6 separate regions of the Mus musculus genome follow, and all the other regions are linked to region 2. A link is a contact called in public HiChIP or PLAC-seq and promoter capture Hi-C data. All regions are on one chromosome and are shown on one strand. The core of a region is the stretch at or near the end of the contact, and the rest is flanking DNA. Distances in the headings are between cores, read along the strand shown.

Region 1 (3,597 bases), core at 854-3,353, 410 kb after region 2:
AAGTGCCCCCAGAGTTTAATGTTTTAGACTGACTTATTGGAGTGTGGGGGATGCAGTGCATGCATGCGTGCCATGTATGGACATAGGTCAGAGGTTTGAGGAATGGAACTAGGTTAGGCCTCAAAGCAGGTGTCACCAGTTGTCAGCGTTCAGTTGTCAACTTGATTCACCTGGGAAAGGGACCTTTTCTTGATTGATGTAGCTATCTTCGGGTGGTACCATCCCTAGGCAGGTAGGTCTGGGCTGTATAAGAAAGGTAGCTGAAAGTAAGCTGGGGAGAAAGCCCCAAGCAGTCTCTTGGTTTCTGCTTCAGGCTTCTGCCTTGCCTTGAGTTCCTTCATGGCATCTGTCCATGATAGACTCTAACCTATAAGCTAAAATAAACCCTCTGATGCCCACTTTGCTTTTCTTTTGATCACGGTGTTTATCGCAGCAACAAAAAATAAAATAGGATGCTCAACTAAGCCATCTCCCTGTTTTGGTTTATTTTTAGGATAAGATCTCACTGTGTAGTCTGTAATGAAACTTTGTATCCTAGGCTAGGATTATAGGTATGAGCTTCAAGGATCAGTTTGAAATGATCTTTTTATTATTTGTGTGTGTTTGTTTTGAAGACAGGATTTCACTATGTAGCTCTGCTGACCTGGAACTCTATGTAGATCGGGCTTTTTGCTGTGCAAAGGATGGACCTCTGGGACATGGACATGGTAGACAAGTGTCAAACACTGACCCATTGGGAGGTGACTTTTGCATAGCCTTCTCTTAGAAATTAAGTTTCCAAACCAGGCATTAATCTTAGGATTCAGAAAGGAGGCAGAGGCAGATCTCTGAGTTTGAAGTCAGCCTGGCCTATGTAGCTAAACTATGTCTCAAACAAACAAATCTACCATGTCATAAAAAGTAAGTGGCCTAGTTTTCACGTGGATAAGAGATGAGCCAGCAGTTAAGAAAGAGAGCTTCCTGCTCTTCCAGAAAACCTGAGTTTGGTTTCCAGCAGACACCCAAGGCTGCCTGTAATTCCAGCTCCGGGGCTCAATGCTCACACATGCACACCCACAGAATATACTCATACGGGTACGCATAAATGAAAAAAAAAAAAAAACTAAAGTCTAGAAAGCCAGGACTTTCTTGTTTTTGATCCTGCTGGCTGGGTTCTCTAGGTAAAGGCAAGCACTGGACTTTTGTTTTCTTGAAGACAGGTTCTCACTGTGTAGCTCTGACTGTTCCGGGAACTCACTATGGCAGACTTCGGAACTCTGGAAGATCCACCTGCCTCTGTCTCCCATTTGCTGGAATTAAAGAAGTGGGCTGGCCGGTTCTCTTGTGTTGGTTCAGACAGCTCTATTTATACACAAAGATTCAGTGAGTGTTGGAAGATTTGTGAAACTATTACTATGTATCCAAAAATGTGAGCTATTAAAATGAAAGACTAAGACCCACTTTAAAAGCCAGTGCGACGGGCGGTGGTGGCGCACGCCTTTAATCCCAGCACTGGGGAGGCAGAGGCAGGCGGATTTCTGAGTTCGAGGCCAACCTGGTCTACAAAGTGAGTTCCAGGACAGCCAGGGCTATACAGAGAAACCCTGTCTCGAAAAACAAAAACAAAAAAGCCAGTGCTTTGGCATACATCTATAATCCCGGTTTTACACAATGAATTCCAAGCTAGTTTGCACTACAGAGTGAGACCCTGGTTCAAAAGTACAAGCGGGGCTAGGGTGATGGCTCAGAAGGTATAGTGGTTTCTGCCCAAGCAGGAGAAATTCGGGTCTAAATTCGGGTCCCTAGCACCCACATGAGAAGTGGGGAGGGAAGGCGCACACCCGGGATCTTAAGCGCTGGAAGCCGGGGAAATGGGAAGATCCTGGGGTTCACGGGCCAGCCCAGCTAGTCACAAGACGAGACAGACCTCTTCTCAAAATCTATGAGGTGGGGAATGAGACCGGACGTCGAGTGCTGGTCTCCACAGGCACACGCACCGCACACAGCACTCATAAGAACTACTGTTCCGGACCAGTTCAAGAGTCTGGCGCCTTGGTTTTTGCGGAACGCGGCCGCAGGCCCCGCCCCGCGGCGCGCCCCGCCCTCTCCGGCGCGCCGGTTCCCAAGGCGACCGAGTGCCAGGCTCCAGCAGCCAGTACTGAGCGGCGGCGACGCCTTCATGAGCGGGGCCGGGCTGGCGGCCGGGGCTCGGCCCCTCAGCTCCGCGGCCCCAGGCTCCCGGGGCGCGGCCCGCCTACGCCCGCGCCCTCCCGCCGGCCTGCAGCACGCGGGGACGCAGCCGCCTCCGCTCGGGTTCAGCGAAGCACAGAAGCGGATCCTGGACCTGGAAAAGAGCCTGCAGTTCCTACAGCAGCAGCACTCGGAGACGCTAGTCAAACTCCACGAGGAGATCGAGCACCTGAAGCGGGAGAATAAGGGTGAGCCTCTGGGTGCTGGCCCAGCATTTACAACCTGAAGGTCACGGCCATCAACTCTTAACAGTCTCCGGGTGCGGGGAAGGATGCGGGAGGCTTCTCTTCGGTAGGGCCTGCCGATAGGCTCAGTCCTCCTGTGCCCACCAGCCCAAATGAACGCTGACCCTCCTGTGCACTCTGTGCAGGGCAGGGTGTAGTCCGGCTCATTATTTAAAACTGTTGCCGAAGTTAAACAGCACACAGCAAATTCCAGTAAATGGGTCACCAACTAAGCACATCCAGATTTTGGGCAGGGATTGCCAGGATGCTGCTCCACCCCACCCCCGACCCCCACCCCCAAGGCTTGGCCTACTCAGAACTTCAGGCCACCCTGTGACATAACTGCTTTTCACTGTCTACAGCTCAGCTAGGGTTCCTCTGCTTCCCCCCACTCCATGCCCTGTGCCTCGGGTTTCTCCCTCTTTCTGGTGTTGTCTTTACCTGGGCATCTTATTACATTAGGGCTCTGCTTGAGACTCACCCCATGTCTGACTGACCAGCCCCATGCCACACCCCACTTACCTTACCATTGCCAGGGGCTCCTGGAAGGCTAGCCAGCCATCCTGTCTCACTTCAGCAGCCCTGCAGCCCTGCCCCTGCCTGGCCTAGTGGATGGGCACCTTGCAGGTGTTGGGGATGACAGGGATCAGCTAGAGGCATTTCTGGTCTGAGATGCCTGAGGTAAAGGGTTGGTGGAAAAAGCTGGTGGGACCCAAAGAGCAGGCCACATTTGTGCTCCCAGTGGCTGTAGATTTTAAGTGTGATAAGGAGTATTTGTTTGCTTTCAGATCTCCACTACAAGCTAATCATGAATGAGAAGCCTCAGAAAAAAGGTAGGACTTGCAGGGAGTTATCACTCAAGCCTATCTGGCAGCAGGGAGCCCTGCATGCTAACCCAGAGGAGACCAGTTCTGGGCACTTGGACAGGTGGCCCTTTCCCCAGCCACAGCTTGCTTGTTTGCTCTCAACACCAAAGGCATGACGTGTGTGCAGTAGGGACAATGAGGTGGCTGCATACCCTCCCTCCCTCTGCTGAGCACAGCTCCTGGGCAGCCCCATCCCCTGGTAGGTTGATGGTTGCTGTGGTGCCTGCCTCTGGTTCCCCAGCCCTGTACCGCTGGTTCCTTACACTTGAGTGAGGGGT
Region 2 (3,921 bases), core at 1,316-3,815:
GGAACTCACTTCGTAGACCAGGCTGGCCTTGAACTCAGAAATCCACCTGCCTCTGCCTCCGGAGTGCTGGGATTAAAGGCGTGCGCCACCACGCCCAGCATGATCTCTGAGTTTGAAGTCAGTTTGGTCTATATATAGAGTTCCTGGACAAAGTTGCAGTGTGAGACTTTTTTTTTTTTTTAAGTGTGTGTGTGTGGAATGGTATAGATTTGAGTAGGTAGGAGCTGGGGGAAGGGGAAAGAATGATCATATATTGTATGAAAAAAAGTTATAAAAAGGTAAAAAAGTATAAGATAAACATGGTTGTGCTGACTTAGTGGTACCTCAGGTACCAGCTAACCTAACTACCCCAGGGGTGGCACAGCTGAATCTTACAATTGTAGCTCTGCCTTTCACTCTGTTTTTTGTTGTTGTTGTTGTTGTTTTTTGTTTTTTGTGTTCCAGACAAGCTTTCTCTGTATAGCCCTGGCTGTCCTGGAACTTACTTTGTAGATAGACCAGGCTGGCCTCGAACTCAGAAATCCACCTGCCTCTGCCTCTTGAGTGCTGGGATTAAAGGCATGCGCCACCATGCCTGGCTCACTCTGGATTTTTTTATTAGCCTATATTAATTACATGTAGTAATGGGTCTCATGACATAGTCACATAGCATATTTGGACCACAATCAGCCCATTACCCTCTTTTGTTTCTTTCCCACTGCCTCTGACCCCATTCTTTTCCCCAGCTTGTCTCAGTTCTACTCTTTCTTTTTTTTTTTTTTTTTTTTTTTTTTAGATTTATTTATTTATTATATGTAAGTACACTGTAGCTGTCCTCAGATACTCCAGAAGAGGGCATCAGATTGCATTAAGGATGGTTGTGAGCCACCATGTGGTTGCTGGGATTTGAACTCTGGACCTTCAGAAGAGCAGTCGGGTACTCTTACCCACTAAGCCATCTCCCCAGCCCCATACTCTTTCTTTTTTATGTGATTTAGTGAATTTAATTAGAACTGCTTACAGGGGAATAAGTGGGTGATTATTTATAGGAGTCAGGGCAATACCAGTGTATTATTTATAGGAGTCAGTTTACCAGTGACTATAACCACTGAAAAAAATGTTCCTTCCTGTAACCATCACCTAGGGAGTGGCAGGACCACCACACTTGGCTCAGTAAGTCTTCAAAACAGCCCACCTCTAAGCTGTTCTTCATGATTGACAATTCCTTTAACACGTGCTTGATAGTTCTTTTTTGTTTTTCCTTTCTGAGGCAGGCTCACTGTGTAGCCCTGGCTCAACTGGAAGTCACTATGTAGTCAGACTGGCTCTAATTCACAGAGATCTGCCTCTTTCAGCCTTCAGAGTTCTGGGACTAAAGACATGCCCCATGCCACCCATTTTCAATCTATTGAGTTTTCGCCATTTCTAGGATGTTTAGGCATAGTATTCTATGTCTTGGCTAGTATAATTGACAGCAGTAGCTTTATAATTTGCTTTAATATCTGTTAGGACAAATGTACTCCTATTTCTGTTGTTTGGTGTTTCAAAGATGATAGTTGTAAAAACAATCATGTATTAGCTATGTAGCTATTGGGTAAACTAAGAATTTTAATTTTTTTTAATCTGTTATTTTAAGCTTGTACATTCGGAAAGCATGCTTGCCTCTGTGAAGGGTTATTGAATTGGGTTTCAATGTTGACTCTGGGTCACAACCTCCCTATAGAACAGCTGTAGGTTCTGGCTAGGACTTTTCTGACCTTTAACAGTGGTGGGCTTTAGTGTTTAGTGTTCAAAGTAGAGAGATGGTCATCTAATAACTCTCTAGAGAATAACTCCGTGTGAACCCCAATACATTTGGATGGCCACAAGTCTTGGGTCTTTACTGGGCTGCCTAAACTCCTGTGACCTGCGGCGGTCACCGGAACTCTGGATAAGTAAGCAGAGTGTACACGGACCTCTCCGCCCTCTGCGCAATCCGGGTCGACCTTCGCGAGAGTGGATGTAAGGATCCTAGGAGAAGTTTAGGGTTAAGACTCCCAGGCCTCTTTTCTCCTTTAAAATCAGAACCACGCAGGCCTTCCTGCAGCCCAGACAGCGGAGCAAGCAGCCTTTGGGTGCTAAACTTTATAGACTGAGATACTCTGCGTAGATCAAGGGGCTCAAACGGGCGGAAGAGGAGAGGCGCAGGCCACCTGAACCGGGTTGGTGGTGATAGTGTTGGGGGTTCTGAAGGGTCCGGGTCAGGCTCAAAACGGGTCAGTCTTCCGTTTGAGGGCTGGGCATAGACCCGTGGTAAAGAGCAGGATTCTTGTTTCGCTGGGTGTTGCCCGTCAAGTATTTTGAGGTGAGGTTGCCATCCCGTTCTGGCGCCTGCATCGGGACCCTGTAGGCGACCTCCCGTGCGCCCCTCCCCCATTACACTCTGCCGCAGCCACTGGCCCATCCCTGGACTCAGACCCCTCGGCGGCCCCGCCCAGCCTCAGGGTTCCGCCCCCACAAGGGTCCGCCTCCAGGTCCGCCCTGTCGCTCGCCCATTCAGATGTGGGTCAGGGGTGAGCGGGTGGAGCTGACGTCACAAGCTTCCAAGATGGCGCGGAGCGGGCGGCTGTGAGCAGCGCTCTGGGCGCGCTGGGCGGAGAGCCGAGCGGGGGCCGGCGGAGGGCGGACAGGGCGGGCGCGTGCAGCTCAGGTCGGGCGCCCAAGACGAGGGGCCTCTGGCAGGCACCTGAGGTAAGCGGTGTCCTCGAGGGAGGGCGACGCGGGCCGGGCGCGCCCCCGGAGAGGGGGGCGTGGGCGCGCGTGGGACGGAGCGCGCGCACGGCCCCTAGTCTCGAACCGAGGCGCACGCGGGACCCTGGACGGGCGGGGGCTTTGTGGTTCAGGTGCCCGGCGGGTTGCGGCCGGCACGGGGACTCCGGGCACAAAGCCCCCAGGGCCGCGCCAGTCCGGGGACGCGAGTCTGTGGAGCGGGGGTCGACGGGGTAGCGGGCGCCGGCTCTTTGTGCCTTTTCATTAGCAATCTAATCCGAACGGCGTCGGGCGAGCTATGCTGCCTGACAGGCGGGCGTTCTCCCATTATGCAAACGGCTGTACGCCTGCGGCTGCCCCTCACTGGAACGCTTTACGGTTTCCAGAACTGCGCTTGTGTGTATGGTCTGCAGTCCTTTTCCTCGAGTACCCTTCCTGGCTGGGGGACTGGCCGTGTCAGGGACAGGGTAGGGCTTAGAGGGCCCGGCTCCGTGGCTGGGTGGGCTTTCTGCCCTGCCCCCAGACCTTTGCTGGAGGCAGCCGCCTGGCAGGAAGAGAGATGGGCTTGGGGGGAGGGGGTCGGGTGGCAAGAGGAAGGGACTGGCTGGCTCAGGGAGTGAGCTGAGGGGCCCTAGCTTGTCATTCTCTGTTTATCTTCCAGAATGGTTCATATGCACACAAGCCTGGGTGTAAGTGCTGGGGGAAAATACCTCTCCCTGGGGGGCAGTGACTTAGGTACTTGGAGTGATTGAGGCCAGATAATACTCTCAGCGGCCGCGCCCTGAACAGTTTTGGACTACCTTGCGACGAGAGTCCCGTGCTGATCTTGGCTGGCCGGAGAGATTCAGAAGTTATTTACTTATGTGTTCTATCCCCCTCTTCACAGTATCTTTTCTAGTTATAATTGTCAGGCGCATTTGGAAAGCTGTGTTCCAGGTTCCTCACTTTCAATCAGCAGGAGGGGTGTAACACTGAGAGGCCACCCCCACTGACATATGTGGCGATGGGGGAGGGGCGGATCCTTGCCTATAGGAATCCTGTGACTGGACTGTTACTGGGGTTTGCTAGCTGTGGCTTTTGCACCTAGGACCAGGAGATTCGGCAGGTCGTGGAGGGGCTCATCTTCTAGGCTGAACTTGGGATTTCCAATCTAGGACAAAGGTTGGTGGGATGGAGGCAAACCCTAGAGGGATG
Region 3 (3,641 bases), core at 1,014-3,513, 300 kb after region 2:
AGCCCATTTAGTCTCCCTAACATCTGAGCCCCCTTTACTGGGTCTAGATAGCAAAATAGTTCAGTGAAGATGCTGGCATTCACCCTAGGTCCAGCCCCTCAGCCCTGGGGTGAGGGTGGGGCATCCCCCGGTCCTGCAGCACATACCGCTTCCTGCATCGCCGGAGCCGGCTGACGTCAGGCAGGCCAGGTGGATAACCATGCCCCTTGGTCTTGGCTGTTCGACGCAACTTGGAGAAAGACTCAAATATGGTGGGGACTGCCCCCTCCTTCAGCCTGTGATACCCACTGTGGGGAAAAGCAGCCCAGATGAGCTGGAGAAAAGAACGCTGCCACGTCCCCTGATTCCCCACATAAGGCCCTGCAGAGGCGTAGGACCTCTAGGGATGAGAAAGGCCCCAAGGCACACTGCCAGTAGCAATCTCAAGAATGCCACGTGTGGTAAAATCAAACTCATCTTCCCTGTGAATGAGCTTCCCGGGTTAAGGTGAATGGAGAACCCACCAGCAGGGATAGGTGGACGGCTGGAAGAACTAGGTGCTAACCATCCTATGAAAAAGCTGTTTTTCTTTTGCATGGAGCGGCTAACCTCAGGTGACTTCCTTAATCATTCTCTACCTTTGTTTTTAAAGATTTTTTTCCTTAAAAACCTTTTTTATTTTTATGTGTATAAGTGTTTGCCTATGACTGTTCACCGAATGCGTGCCTAGTACCTACAGAGGTTAGAAAAGGATAAAGGATCACTTGGAACTGGAGTGAGCCAGTTCCAGTTCCAGACTGCTATAAGCCATTATGTGGGTGGTGGGAAATGAACACAGGTCTTCTGGAAGAACAGCCAGTGAGTGCTCGTAACCTCTGAGCCAGCTCTACTGATGTGTATGAATATTTTGCCTGCATGTACATATGTGTACCCGTGCCCTCAGAGGTAGATTGAACCCCAGTCCTCTGTAATGCTCTAAAATGGTTAAGCCATCTCTCCAGCCCTTCCACCTTATTTTTTTAAAGACAAGTTTCTCAACTCAACACAGGGCTCAACAACTCATCTAGACTAGCTTTTCCATAAGTCCTTGGGATCCCCTTTTTGTTTTGTCTTCTCCAGGACTGGGATTAAAGGAACAAGCAATCACATGTGGCTTTTTATTTGGGTCCTTGAATCTGAAATCAGGTCCTAATGCTTGCATACCACGTCTTTAGCAAAGGGGGCTATTTCCCCAGCCTGGAAAGCCTGATTTTCTCTAATGTCACTGGCACAGTGATCCTGGGATCATGCTTTAACTGTACAAAACTGGAAAGAGGCTTGGCACGCTTGACAACTGGTCTGCTTGTCTCTGAGCATGCCAGCGGATGTGCATGGACTCCACCAGGGCAAAGAGCTGCCTCGTTTGACCCACTGCTCTGATGCCTCACAACCTGTCCTGGTGTTAGCTGGCAGAAAGACCCACCTGATTCCCACCAGCTCAAAGCAGTTTTCCTCGAAGTGTTTGGAGCAGAAGTAGATGTACTCAGAGGTCGGATCCCACAGGCCCTGGCCGCTGGGGTCCAGCCGCTGACAGTTGGCCAGCCACAAGCCGCGCCTGGGGTTGTCTTTCTTGGGAAGTCTGCAGAGCCACAAAACCGTGAGCACCAGACTGTCTACAGTCCTGCGTTCAGGATGCCCAAGCTCCCCAAGCAAGAATGGCAGACCTCCCCGCGACCCTTTCAGATTACCACCCGCTGGGGGAAAGGAGAAACTGAGAACGAGAGAAAGAAAGGGGCCGGCTCAGCATCATCTAGCAGGAATGAGTCGGAGCTGTAAATCCAAGCCAGGTAAGCGTCCAGTCCTTTTTCCGGCTGGACTCGAGACTATGCGCCCTTCCCTGTCACCCTCCCGCTCACAAGTTCAAGCCTCACATCGACCTCGGGAAAGCGCCGTCTCCTGCGAGGCCTAAGGTGCGGCAACACCGGCGCCTGCGCTATGAGCCCTCGCGTGCCACTACGCACGCGCGCTGACCTGTGGAAGGAGATGCCGCGGTTGCGAGTCTCGCGCGTATCCCGTGTGCAGCAGCCGGCGGCGGAGCAGTGTCGCGGCATCTGGGGAAGGGGCGGGATCTGGGTGGTGGGCGGCAGTCGGGGGAGGACTGTCTTCACGCCCAACTGTCACTCCCTCCAGAGGGCCCGAGCCGGTCGGCTCCCCGAGGCCCGACCCCGTACCAGTCTTGTCCTAGCTCGTTCTATAGACTCCCGTCAGCGGTACTCACGGTCTTGCCATTGCTGCGCCGCCAAAATCTCGCGATGGGTGGATCGACGCGGAAGTTGGGAGCAGAGATACTCCGTCGCCCGTGGCGCGGGCCCCCAAGGGGCGGGACCGGAAGAGATCCTGGCGGGGCGGGCCACCGGATGTTGGGAGTGAGGGATGGCGATCGTCGCTCCCGAGTTGAGGTTTCTGCATCTGTAGTTTCGGGTCCCTGTTTTGTTTGAGCGTCTGTCGTTTGGACGAAGCAGCTGGGTGTGGTCTGTACTGCTCCCTGAACAACGTACGCGCACACTCTGGTTGAAAAAGATCCACCACCAAGAAAAACCTGGGCTCTTTACTGAAAGAACTCGGCCACGGACTGGTGGCTCAGCACTTGCTACCAACCCTGAAGATTGAATTTGATCCCCAGGACGCAACCTGCTGGAAGGAGAGAACCAACGTCCAGTAATTGTCCTTTGATCCCCATATACATGCACAAAATAAAATGTTAACGACACATTTAGAACATTTTCTTTTAATGGCCTTGTAAAGGCCTGGGTGAAGATAGTGACCTTATGGGAGGCCGTCCCAATATACTAAGTAGCAACTGTCCAGTTATCGGAATGTTCATTTTTCAAACCCTGAGACGCTAGCCGGTGTGTTCCGAGAGCACGGTTTCCCCAGTGATGCTTTGAAGGGGGATTTCTCTGACCACAGGATCAGGCGTTTTACATTCTAGGCTCACTTTTGTAGCAGGAACAAAGTCAGAAATGGGTTCCTTGGGTTTCTGCTGGGGGAAGAGAGGTGAACAATTACAATCTTGGGATGCAGAAGGGGAGGTTATGGGACTCCAGGCCTGAAGGGCACAAAGGCATACTTGATCTAAGTACCGGCGAGGTTGGGTAGCCTGTTATGCTCCTGTAGAGGAGTTGTCTTGGCTGAAAAGGTCATCGAAGCCCCTATTTAGTTGGTTTTGATTTTTCCTGATCTGTTGGAGGCATTCATCCCTATATAAAGCCTCCCATTGAAGGAATAGGGGGCAAGAAGGACCAACCGATGTGCTGGCTCAGTAGTGTACTTAGAGCTGCACAAGACTCAGAAGAATGGATTTGGCCCAGGGTGCATGAGTACCATCCTCCTTTTGATTGTCTAACCTCTTTTAATTCATTGGCCCAGTAGGGATACCAGTGTAGGGGCAGAGAGTAAGTGAGTTGAAAACATGGAAAACCCAGGTGTTACTTTATTTGTGCTGAAGTTTGGACGAATCTCTAATTTCACATAGTTGGTGGGTGTGGGAGGTAGAAGACAAAGAGCCTTCAAGAGTTCTATGAGTGTTCTTAGGGTGTGAGGGAGGCAGGAGGGGGCATAAGGCATCAGTGGGGCATAAAGAGGGTGTGTGTGGATGTGGCAGGTCATTTTCTAATATACTC
Region 4 (3,529 bases), core at 403-2,902, 490 kb after region 2:
GATGCTTCCCCGATTTAGTCCATTGCTTCACTCCACCCCACCCCACCCCACCCCCTCCATCCAGTTAGTCACCAATTGTCCACATATTCATTCCTCTTTCTCTGGAATCTGTCTTCCTCTTTCAAGTTCAGCACTTAATACTGGTCTTTATGATCTCTGCCAACCAAGTCTTCTACAATCAACTCATGAGACCATATGATCTAAATGAAAAAAAGACAGAACCCCCACCAACCCTTCCAAAGGAAAAAAACTCCCCAAATTGCCTATTTGGCCTCTCTTGGGTCCCTAATTCATCTCCAGGGACTCAGGGGCCTTCCCAACACTAATGCTGCACCACCTCAAGGCAGACCACGTGTAAAACACTGGAGGAAGGGCCGGGCAGTGATCCCAGCGCTTGGGAGGTAGAAGTAGGCAGATTTCTGAGTTCCAGGACAGCCAGGACTACACAGAGAAACCCTGTCTCGAAAAACTAAAAAACAAACAAACAAACAAACAAAAAACCACGGGTACAAGTTGTTTGCCCAAAACACCCAACACTAACCATGCCAGCATCTGCTCATCCTCATGATGTATCCTTGACTACTTTGCTTCAAAGACCCAGAACTCTCCACCTACAGCCGTCCATCCTGATGCTTTCACAATCATCTGCTGGGAATGGTGGCCTGTCACCCTCCTACTTTTCTCTCTAGAGCTCAATCTGTCACCTACTCGAGGCTGCTCCAGTCTACTCAACTGACACTTTAGCACCCACAAAAATGACTGAGCATTGGCACGACTGTACTGTTTCTTTACAGACAGACAGTACCAACCCTCAGGGGAAAAGCTGTGCCACAGGCAATTTTCTGAACACTTTAGGAAACTCAGTAAAATGGCTAAGTGCAACAAGCACTCTGCAGTGCTCCGTGGGCAGAGGGCATCCCTGCCCTTCACTCCCGAAGTTCCCACAGCTATTTCCTGCTACCCTTTGGCCAAGTTGACACACCTTGTGGAAGAAACCGGAGCACTCTTCTATTCCACTGCCTACAACCCAAACACATCAATCTTCCAATTTACCTTCCTTCCAGCCTCCTCCAACTCATTGATGTGGTTTTCGTTTTATTTATTTATTTTATAAAAGAAGCCACGCGGCACCCGTGTAAAATCTCTGGCTGCCTCATTCTCTTTCTATATTCGGTGCGAATCGAAGCAAAGGAAAATCTGCACACAAATGACGAGGCGGCTCAGGACGATGACTCACTAGCCAGGGCACTAGCTGGGTTTGCAGAGTTCCTCCCCAGAAAAACTAGCCAGCAGTCCCTGTCTGCCGAGAAAGGCCAGAGAGACTCCAGGAGGACCCTTGTACGTCCCCGGCACCCAGCGGACACCGCAGCTTCTGACCAGGGTCAAGAGCGGGTCTAGCCCGGCCTCACCCTCCCCGCCCGGAAGGTCCGACCACCGGTCCTTGCCCCAGGCCACACTCACATTTGGCTGACCAGCTTCTGCCGAAAGGCGGCGCTACGCCAGTCGGTCTCCTGCCCCGAAACGTCCATGCCCGGAGCCCCTACTCTTGTAGCCCGAGTCCCTACCGGCCACCCCCGGCGCCGCCGCCTCTACCACAGCGACAGGCCCGAACCCGGAAGCCGAGCGATCCCGCTACTGGGCCACGCCGGAAGTACAGGAAGAATTGTGGGAAATGAAGTCTTGCTTTTGTATACGCATGCGCGCCACAGAAAGAGAGAGGAAGAGAGGAAGGGGAGAGGGGGAGAGGGGAAGAGGGAGAAGGGGAGAGGGGGAGAGGGGGAGAGGGGGAGAGGGAGACACAGAGGGAGAGACAGAGATACAGAGGCGGAAACACAGACAGAGGCAGAAACAGAGAGAAAGACAGAAAAAAGAGACAGAAAGACAGACACAGAGACAGATACAGAGACAGAGAGAGACACACATGCGGACACATAGACACACACACACCACACACAGACACACATACAGAGTCTATGTATATTTTGTTGCCAGTGTTGGGATAATTGCTAATGTATAACATATTTTTGGTATTTTAAATAAATTTGGTATTTAAATATTGAGATTTTAATTTCTAACATATGTTAAGTGTACATAAGTATATGTACATTCTACAGTCATCAAAATAAAGCTAGTATTTCACCAACAAGCAATGTTAGGTTTAGGATCTCTGCTCATTGAATCATTAAGCTCCATATTTAAAAGGAAAGCAAAAGCATTATTTCTGTTAATGTTTTCTCTGTGGTTCATATTCCTTGCTTCTTAGTGGTGCATCCCTTAATACAGGACATTTTGGTCTAAGTGGATAATTGTTGCTGGGCTTATGTGTCTCGAGTTCACCTTTCAATGTTTATATGATTTAAGTTTAGAGTAGAGATTACAAGGTAACTAACCAATTTTGTAAGTCTTCATTTTTTCCAACAATATGTAAGGCCTCATTTTAGAACTTTGTTTGTCCCAGCACTTGGGAGGCAGAGGCAGGCAGATCTCTGTTGAATTCAAGGCAGCCTGGTTTACATACTGAGTTCCAGGACAACCAGGGCCTATGTAGAGACACATTGTCTCAAACAAACAAAAACAAACAACACCCAAAATGAACCCCAAAATAAATAAATAAATAGACAAATAAAGAAATAAATAAAATACATGTGTTTATTATTATAGAAGAAAGCACCCTTTAAAAAAAAAAACTTTTGGCCTTTGGAAAAGTCTTAAACACAAATGAATTAAAAACTGAGTGTCAGGGCTGGAGAGATGGCTCAGAGGTTAAGAGCACTGACTGTTCTTCCAGAGGTCCTGTGTTCAATTCCCAGCAACCACATGGTGGCTCACATCCAATGTACTGTTTTGGTGTGCCAGAATATCTGAAGACAGCTACAGTATATACATGAAATAAATAAATAAATAAATCTAAAAAAAAAAAAAAACCCCTGAGTGTGGGGGCTGGAGAGATGGCTCAGCCATTAAGAGCATTGATCTATTGCTCTCTTCTGGTGTGTCTGAAGACAGTTACAATATACTCATATACATAAAATAAGTAAGTCTTTAAAAAACTGAGTATGGGGGTTGGGGATTTAGCTCAGTGGTAAAGTGCTTGCCTAGCAAGCCCAAGGCCCTGGGTTCGGTCCTCAGCTCCGGAAAAAAGAAAAAAAAAAAAAAAAAAAAAAAAAAAAAAAAAAAAAACTGAGTATGACAAAACTTAAAAAGAAAATTCAAAACCACCAAGCATGGTGGTGCGTGGTGATGCATGGTGGTGCAGGTATGGTGCTGAAGACATGGTGGTGCATGGTAGTGCATGGTAGTGGAGGCATGGTGGTGCATGGTGGTGCAAGCATGGTGGTTCAGGCATGGTGGTGTATGGTGATGAAGACATGGTAGTGCATGGTGGTGCAGGCATGGTAGTACATAGTGGTGCATGGTGATGAAGGCGTGGTGATGCATGATGGTGCATGGTGGTGCTTGGTGGTGCAGGCACGGTGATGGTGATACAGGCATGGTGATGCAGGCATGGTGGTACACCACTTTAATCCCA
Region 5 (3,766 bases), core at 746-3,245, 280 kb after region 2:
TGGACATGAGCCATTACCATCATCCCAGCACAGTGCCAGTGAGTCCCCAGTAGCTTAACCTGTGTACAGAGAACTTCCCAGGACCAGAGACAGGCCAGAGGTGACTGATGGCTATGTGTCGGGGTAAATCCTAGAGTGGAAGACTCAGAGTGGATCTGATAAATGATATACTTTCTTTGGCCTTCTGTTTTTCCCTCTTGCCTTCGAAAAGGTTGTTTATGCTACACAGCAAGTACGTGCATTGTTTCTTGTTGACTGTTCTCAGCCTTTCTTCCCCAGCCCAATGACTGAACCCTCCCACCTTGCCCAAGTCCATTACCTACGGGGCTTTGACACAGATCAGTCTCTGCTGCTGTATTCAAGAATCATTGGCTCATGGTGCCTAGAGTGGGGAACCTGTCCTCTTCTGCCCTGACCCATCCTCCTCTCATTCCTGCAGAACCGGTGACATGTCTTGGCTCACAGGAAAAGGATCCTGAGCTCTCCTGTGGTGGACTTGGGCAGGCCTCTGGGGTACCAAGGTCAGAGACCAAGTCCTGGGGCAAGTGCCAACTCCAATTTCCCAGGATCCCTCACTGTGGAATCTGAGTCCTCCAAGGCTTGCCTTGACCTGTCTGCCTCGCCTCCAGCCAGGCTACCACAGCCTCCAGAAGATGGTCCATTCCTAATGCCTCAGCTGTCACTGACAGCTGGGTGTAGAGGCAGGACAGGCTCTGCCTTGGTTTCCTCTACTAGGACGATTTTCCCAGCAAGCCCCTTCAACATTACCTTAAAATTAAAACGCATGTCTCAGCAGAACTGTGTCCTAGTGTAATTGGGCCGACACTTAGAGCCAGGCATGATGTGACACATCTGTAATAGTGGCACTCAGGACAGAGGCAGGAGGGTTAGAAGTCTCAGTCTTTTGTTTTTTTTTTTTAAAAAAGCTTCACAAGCCAGAGACAGCTTTTGTATTTGTCCACTTAAGAGAGGTGGGAGCTGGGTCCTGCAGACTCCATGCTGCCACAGAAACCTGAGCTCAGACCAGGAGGTGGTGGCGCACACCTTTAATCCCAGTGCCCGGGAGGCAGAGGCAGGCAGATCTCTGAATTCAAGACCAACCTAATCTACAGAGTGAGTTCCAGGACAGCCAGAGCTACACAGAGAAACCCTGTCTGAAATAAAACAAAATGAAAATCACCTCATTGTTATTAACTCACAAATACACTCTGCTAGATTGCAGTAGTCACTCAAAAACCTATCCAGTTGCATTCTGTATATCTCTAGGTTTTGTTTTTGTACAGTTAGGATAGCCATTGTGAAGCTGCTCTTGACTTTTACTATTTTACATTTATAAGCTCTTACCAAAAAAATATGAAACTAGACCAACTGACATTATATCCATTTCACTACATGTGTCCCTTTTGCCTGAACTTCCTGAATCATTTCACGGGTGATTCAGCTGGCAGCAGACTACAAATAAAACACACACACACACACACAAATTGTGGTGTAGCCTAGTGGCAGAGTGCATGCTGATCAAATCCTAGGTTCAAAACCCACAGCAAAACAGAGAAAGGGGCTGGAGACATGGCTCAGTGGTTAAGAGCACCAGCTGCTCTTCTGAAGGTCATGAGTTCAAATCCCAGTAACCACATGGTGGCTCACAACCATCCGTAATGAGATCTGACGCCCTCTTCTGGTGCATCTGAAGACAGCTACAGTGTACTTAGATATAATAATAAATAAATCTTTTAAAAAAAGAGAGAGAAGGAGGGGGAGGAAGAGAGAGGAGAGAAATAAATGAAGATACTGCTCTCAACTGAGAACCCAGAGGTGCCCCGCCATCGAGAGTCCCAGACAAGAATGCCAAGAGAGAGCAGAGGGGGAGCAGTGAAGATCAGGTTTGGGGAGCACAAACAGAAGGTGGACAATTGAGCAGCTCGCTTGCAAGTCCGAAACCTCATCCTGGAGGAGGGCGGGGGGATCTTCCGGGAGACAGCAAAGCCCGACTACAAGGCATGCCGGGAGCGTGTAGCTCGCCGCTGCCTTGAGAATGTCAGTGGTTTACTATGGTCTGAGTGCGTATCCTGAAAGAGGAAACCCAAATCGAGACTTGGCCAGAAATACTTTCCAGAATGTGATGTGCTCGATATACGATAATGCGAGGAGCCGGGCTGCCAGGTTCCTCGATAGCGAGCCGCGTCGCGGGAAGCGCGAGGTTTGTCGGGAGGCCCGACAAACCGGCCGGAAGTGCTACACCAGCGGCGCAGGGCTCTCTGGGAAGTGTAGTCCTTTGGCTCTGCCCGGGCGGTGGCCGTGAGTCCTGCAACCTGGCGGCCTATCCAGCCTGAACAAGGGATGGCTGGCTCCGGAGGCCCCATTGGGTCCGGGGCCTTGACAGGAGGGGTACGCTCCAAGGTGGCTCCGAGCGTGGACTTTGACCACAGCTGCTCAGACAGTGTCGAGTACCTGACGCTCAACTTTGGACCCTTCGAAACAGTGCATCGCTGGCGGCGCCTCCCGCCCTGTGACGAATTCGTGGGCGCCCGGTACGACAGTGTACAGGGATCCTGAAGGCACTGGTAGTAGGGACGAGAGCTGGTCTTAGGACGGGCTGTAGGGACGAAATCCCGTGTGATGTCTTGGAGTATAGATTGGTCGTTCCCAAAGCTGAGTTCCCAGGGAACAGCACCGTAGTGATTCTAGGCAGGGTACCAGACTTGTGTTTCTGAGGATCCTGTTTGGGTCCCTGAGCTGTGAGGTATGAGTGGGAAGTCTGAAGCGTCCCCGATGTATGTCCTTGCTGTCTGAAGAACTGAAGGATCTCTATAGATCTTAGCAGTTGAGAGGCTTTGTCCAAACTTATGTGGTAGCAACCATGTGTGTAGTCCCATTTCTTGGGTGCCAGCTGGGAGAGTTCCGGTCTCACCACCCTTCACCCCTTCTTTCTTTCTAGGCGCAGCAAGCACACAGTCGTGGCATATAAGGATGCCATCTATGTGTTTGGTGGAGACAACGGGTGAGTTTGCCTGTTTTGATGGAAGTGGTGGCAGGGGATGATGACAGAGAGAGACAGAGGATGGGAGTCATTAGCTATGCCTTGTGAGCCTCTGTTTCGCCATCTGTGTGGTGCTTTGCCCTTGATTCCCATGTTACGGTGAGGAAGACCCTACCCCTAAAGCCCTTTTATCCAGCATTCAAACGGCAGCCTGTGCTAGGTTCATGGAGATATCCTTGTGTTGAAAGAGGAGACAGCTTTGGAAGAAACATGCTAGCCCTACTGGCACTTTTCTTCTTTCCCTACACTTCTCTCTAGGCTTTGCCCAAATTTTTGTTTTGTAACATCTCTTATGGGGGGAGGGGCGCAAATGTGGAGATCAGACAACAGCTAGCAGGAATCATCTTTCTCCTTGTATGGGTACCAGGGCTTGAAGTCAGGTTGCAAGACATGGTGGCAAGTCTTGTTGAGTCATCTCACTACCTCTAAAACAGTTTTATTGATGCTGTACACACATTTGGTGGAGATTTCCCTGTGTTGCTTTAACCTCCTGGAAAATAATATTCCTGGAAATGACCTAGTAAGCACATCTCCATGCACATAGACTTCCACCAAGTAAGCTGAGGTTATGTGTTTACATATGACTCCCTCCTCTCAGGCCTAGAACCTGGCCTAAAGCCCAGAACAGGCACTATAGCCTTGGTCCTGTAGACTACATGAGGTAGCTGACCTAGAGCAAGTGAGATTTTTCAGGTCTATTAAGACATACAAACTTGGCCATGACTG
Region 6 (3,445 bases), core at 389-2,888, 390 kb after region 2:
AAACAAAACAACAACAACAAAAATAAAGTGGGGAGCTGGGTGGTGGTGGCACATGCCTTTAATCCCAGTACTCGGGAGGCAGAGGCAGGCAGATTTCTGACTTCGAGGCCAGCCTGGTCTACAGAGTGAGTTCCAGGACAGCCAGGGCTACACAGAGAAACCCTGTCTCGAAAAAACAAAAAAGAAAAAGAAAAGGAAAGGTATGGGAACAGAAAAATAAATATAAATATTTGGGACAAGAGAGGAAGAGAGAGAGAGAGAGAGAGAGAGAGAGAGAGAGAGAGAGAACATGGACAGAGTATGTATCGTGCTGTGGTGGGGCTTTTTCAGAGTAGCAGATGAGATTTGGAAGAGTTCCAAAGCAGGCGTGTCTGCAGGGACTTGCAACCTGCCCAAGTCCATGCAGCCCATCTCCTTGGTGCTCAGCACCTTTTTCCCTTCATGCCCAGCTTTTGCAGCGTGGCCTCCCCCAGACCTGTGAAAGCCCTGAGTCTAGCCTCTGTCAGTCGAGCACCCTGAAAAAGGTGAGTGTTGGGCCCGCGTACCTCCTCCACTTCCCTCTCCCGCCTCTTCCCCTGACCACCACTCCCCACCCCAATTCCCTTCCACCCTGCAGAATTCGCTGCAGTCTAGCAGGTGAGGAGCCTCCACAGCGCCAGCTACTGGCCACCTCTTTCCTTGCCAGGCCCTGCAGCTCCCAGTCTGTAGCGGCTCCAACAACCCAGGGCAAGCATCCCGAGAGGTTTTTACATACTTGCTTGACTTGTTCTGAGTGCTTAATGTGAATAGGGCAGTATGTTAGCCATGGGAATGGTGTGGTGGAAAGCTGTCCGCTGCCTGACGATCAGATCCCTGATAGACGGATTTAGGTAGCAGCACCCAGAACCGTGCCTGGCATATGCTGGGTACTTGGTAAATCCTGTTGGATGATGGGTATTTAGGATTGCATGTACTTATCTATTTTGTGCAGGTTTCTTCCTTGAAGCACTCTTTAAGGGCTCTAAAAAAACAACTTTTAAAATTTTTATTAGCTTAAGAAGTATGAGGATTTTTGTTTTGTTTTCGAGACAGGGTTTATGTAGCCCTGATTGTCCTAGAACTCACCCTGAAGACCAAGCTGGCCTCAGAATCACAGAGATCTGCCTGCCTGCCTCTGCCTCCCTAGTGATGGGATTAAAGGCGTGTGCTGCCACCAACACCTGGTTTATTGGGGGTGGGGGTGTTATTTGTGTACTTGTATATTTGTTGGTTCTTAACCAGGAAGAATTCTTTCAAAGAAGTTTCAATTATTGATTGCTTGATTGTTTGTCTTTTCAAGACAGGGTTTCTCTGTGTAATCCTGGCTATCTTGAACCTCTGGCTTTGAACTCAAGAGATCTGCCTGCCTCTGCCTCCAGAACGCATGGATTAAAAGCGTGTGTCACCAGGGCAACAACCTCTTTCTAGAAACTTTTCATTTCATGTAGTCCCATTTTAATTCTCCAGGCTATTTCTGTGTCAGTGAAGTACAGTGTTGAAAAGTCTTGCCTATATCTATTTTTCTAGACGCGTATTCCTGTTGTCTTCTGTATTTCAGACCTTACTTTGATCCTCTCGGATTCCCGCCAAACTAAGGGGGCGTGGCACCCGGCGCAGCTTGATGACGACATTAGGCGCCGAGTGTCCGAATGGCGGCTCCCTTCTCTGAGAAGCTCGAGATTTGTGCTATCAGCACGGCAGGTGAGTGGCGGGAGCCGCGCGCGAGGCAGCCCAGCACCGTGCGGTTTTCTCGGGTCCCCGCCGAGGCTGGCTCCGTTCCTCCTCGAGCTGTGGGGGACTTGGGCCTCCCGACAGCTCGGCCTGTACGGGGCCGGCCGGGAGCCCAGGGCCCGGCTGCAACCTCACGCCGCTCTCCAGGGTCATGGCTTTCTGCCGCCTTCCTGCGTGGTCCTCGCAGACGGTCCGGGTAGGGGGTGGATGAACGCTCGATGTGAGAGTTGAGGGAGGGGGACTTGGAGGGAAAGTTGAACCTTGGGCTCAGCTAGCGATGTTTGGTAGTAGAACTCGTTGTGGGTTTAGGTTCTACCTTGCGACTTTCCCGAGCCTCAGTTTCCTCCTCTGTAATGTAATAGGGTAGTCTCGAAACTTTGGAGGTATAGGAAGTTGTGATCAACAAATGAGGGCACGCCGCAGCTTCTCAGAGTCAGCCGAGGGAGTTCTTGACAGTGGCGCGCTAAGCTTGGCTGGAGTTCGTAGTCATTAGAAACCTCAAAAACAGTCGCAAGCAGTTCTTGAAGAAAGTGGACTTTGAGGGGTCGACCGAAGCAAAGGCCTTCGGCACTGCATGCACGCTGGCTTCGGGCGTGGGTGACAGGGCCTAAAAGCAAGAGTATCAGTGTCGTTGCCCTATTCGTGGAATCGTGGAAAGACCTTCGTTAGACATCTCTGATTTTTCAACTGTCTGCTTCTTCTGAGGAGAGAGTTGACTTCTTGTCTCCTTTAGATCTCTGCCCTTATCGAGTAGTCCACAATTTTATGCTGCCCTGATCATTTCATGGTAGTTTGCAATGTAGGTCAGGACTGAAACATTTTCAGTTTTCCTTAACACTGAGACTGAATTAAGAATTGGAAAAAAAAAAACAAAACAAAACCCAAAACCTAAGAATTGTTTCTCTTGCCACATGGCAAAGATTGGTGGTCTTTCAAAACCACAACTGCCTTAAACTCCTACTGTCTGGCTTCTCTCCTTGCAGACTGGCATTGCCAGCTTAGCACCTTTTCTCCTGTAGTGAGCAGGGCTGAGACAGAAAAGCTATCACTAGTCCATCGGTGGCACACAGTAGGCTCTCTGCTCTTTCCAGCTCTTGATTGTTTTGTGTTTCTTACCATAGGCACTGGGAGGTAGGAAGCTGCAGGGCTATGCCTAATTTTTGGTGGTGAGTTCAAATTCTTCCTTCATAGAACTTCTTCATTTGTCGCAAGAAGCACACATTACTTGCTTCACCCTTCTCTTACAGACACGAGATTTGTAAGGAGTTTGCTAGACTCTTGGCTCTGCTGATTGCTAGGTGGGTGCTGAGAAGTCTTTTGCTGTTTTTTACCCTTGTTTCCTGATTTGCATCAGCCTTGTGGGCTGTGAAGATGTATTTCCTAGTGGTGCTTTACCTAGCCCCCTTTGTGTTTGTTTTCCCATAGTCACATAGTGACCAGTTCAGGCAGGCACTAGGGTATTAGAAGGTCCAGATCAAGACTTGCTTTAATCTTCAGGCTCTAGGGAAGAATATGATTCCAGGCTTATTCAAGATGCTGCCAGAATCCAGTTTCTTTGAGGTCTTGAATTCTTGCTAAGCTATGCTCTATGTCTTAAAGTCCACTGACATTGTACTGTAGTTGGTTCTTTTAAAGTCTCTTTAGAATAGCACTTAGATGAGTGTTTGATTGAATTGACAAGCAAGAAGAGTCTTGG

What was found. Promoter capture Hi-C pulls out the DNA fragments that hold promoters and counts their contacts. HiChIP or PLAC-seq counts read pairs in DNA pulled down with a chosen protein or histone mark. Capture Hi-C pulls out chosen DNA fragments and counts their contacts.
Region 1: a contact with region 2 is called in a promoter capture Hi-C map of adipose tissue. The contact joins the promoter of Ccdc74a here to the promoter of Hic2 in region 2. A contact is called at or near these places in 1 of 115 datasets of contacts at active chromatin or transcription factors (embryonic stem cells) and 1 of 9 other capture datasets (adipose tissue).
Region 3: a contact with region 2 is called in an H3K27ac HiChIP or PLAC-seq map of extraembryonic endoderm stem cells. The contact joins the promoter of Thap7 here to the promoter of Hic2 in region 2. A contact is called at or near these places in 2 of 39 promoter capture datasets (cranial neural crest and liver), 2 of 484 Hi-C or Micro-C datasets (both in embryonic stem cells), 6 of 115 datasets of contacts at active chromatin or transcription factors (the SCID.adh cell line, embryonic stem cells, extraembryonic endoderm stem cells and 3 more) and 1 of 9 other capture datasets (liver).
Region 4: a FOXA1 HiChIP or PLAC-seq map of pancreatic cancer cells shows a contact between it and region 2. The contact joins the promoter of Med15 here to the promoter of Hic2 in region 2. A contact is called at or near these places in 2 of 115 datasets of contacts at active chromatin or transcription factors (pancreatic cancer cells and pro-B cells).
Region 5: a contact with region 2 is called in a promoter capture Hi-C map of liver. The contact joins the promoter of Lztr1 here to the promoter of Hic2 in region 2. A contact is called at or near these places in 1 of 39 promoter capture datasets (cranial neural crest), 3 of 115 datasets of contacts at active chromatin or transcription factors (the SCID.adh cell line, extraembryonic endoderm stem cells and pancreatic cancer cells) and 2 of 9 other capture datasets (adipose tissue and liver).
Region 6: a promoter capture Hi-C map of liver shows a contact between it and region 2, with 5 times the contacts expected there. The contact joins the promoter of Smpd4 here to the promoter of Hic2 in region 2. A contact is called at or near these places in 6 of 39 promoter capture datasets (cranial neural crest, hippocampal neurons, liver and 2 more) and 1 of 484 Hi-C or Micro-C datasets (B cells).

What each region holds. Positions count from the first base shown.
Region 1 is chr16:17,644,367-17,647,963 of GRCm38.p6, forward strand. Ccdc74a (coiled-coil domain containing 74A) reads left to right here and starts at 2,104. Exons shown (of 8, transcript NM_001166164.1): 1 at 2,104-2,417; 2 at 3,242-3,286. The coding sequence starts at 2,159. Smpd4 (sphingomyelin phosphodiesterase 4) reads left to right here. Exons shown (of 19, transcript NM_001164610.1): 19 at 1-464.
Region 2 is chr16:17,231,022-17,234,942 of GRCm38.p6, forward strand. Hic2 (hypermethylated in cancer 2) reads left to right here and starts at 2,566. Exons shown (of 3, transcript NM_178922.3): 1 at 2,566-2,709.
Region 3 is chr16:17,528,789-17,532,429 of GRCm38.p6, forward strand. It overlaps Thap7 (THAP domain containing 7), which reads right to left and starts at 2,264. Exons shown (of 5, transcript NM_026909.2): 1 at 2,237-2,264; 2 at 1,990-2,069; 3 at 1,442-1,597; 4 at 147-287. The coding sequence starts at 2,069.
Region 4 is chr16:17,721,295-17,724,823 of GRCm38.p6, forward strand. It overlaps Med15 (mediator complex subunit 15), which reads right to left and starts at 1,653. Exons shown (of 18, transcript NM_033609.3): 1 at 1,462-1,653. The coding sequence starts at 1,529.
Region 5 is chr16:17,506,688-17,510,453 of GRCm38.p6, forward strand. It overlaps Lztr1 (leucine-zipper-like transcriptional regulator, 1), which reads left to right and starts at 1,996. Exons shown (of 21, transcript NM_025808.4): 1 at 1,996-2,531; 2 at 2,939-3,001. The coding sequence starts at 2,341. Aifm3 (apoptosis-inducing factor, mitochondrion-associated 3) reads left to right here. Exons shown (of 20, transcript NM_001291070.1): 19 at 212-232; 20 at 440-795. The coding sequence ends at 479.
Region 6 is chr16:17,617,716-17,621,160 of GRCm38.p6, forward strand. It overlaps Smpd4 (sphingomyelin phosphodiesterase 4), which reads left to right and starts at 1,639. Exons shown (of 19, transcript NM_001164610.1): 1 at 1,639-1,719.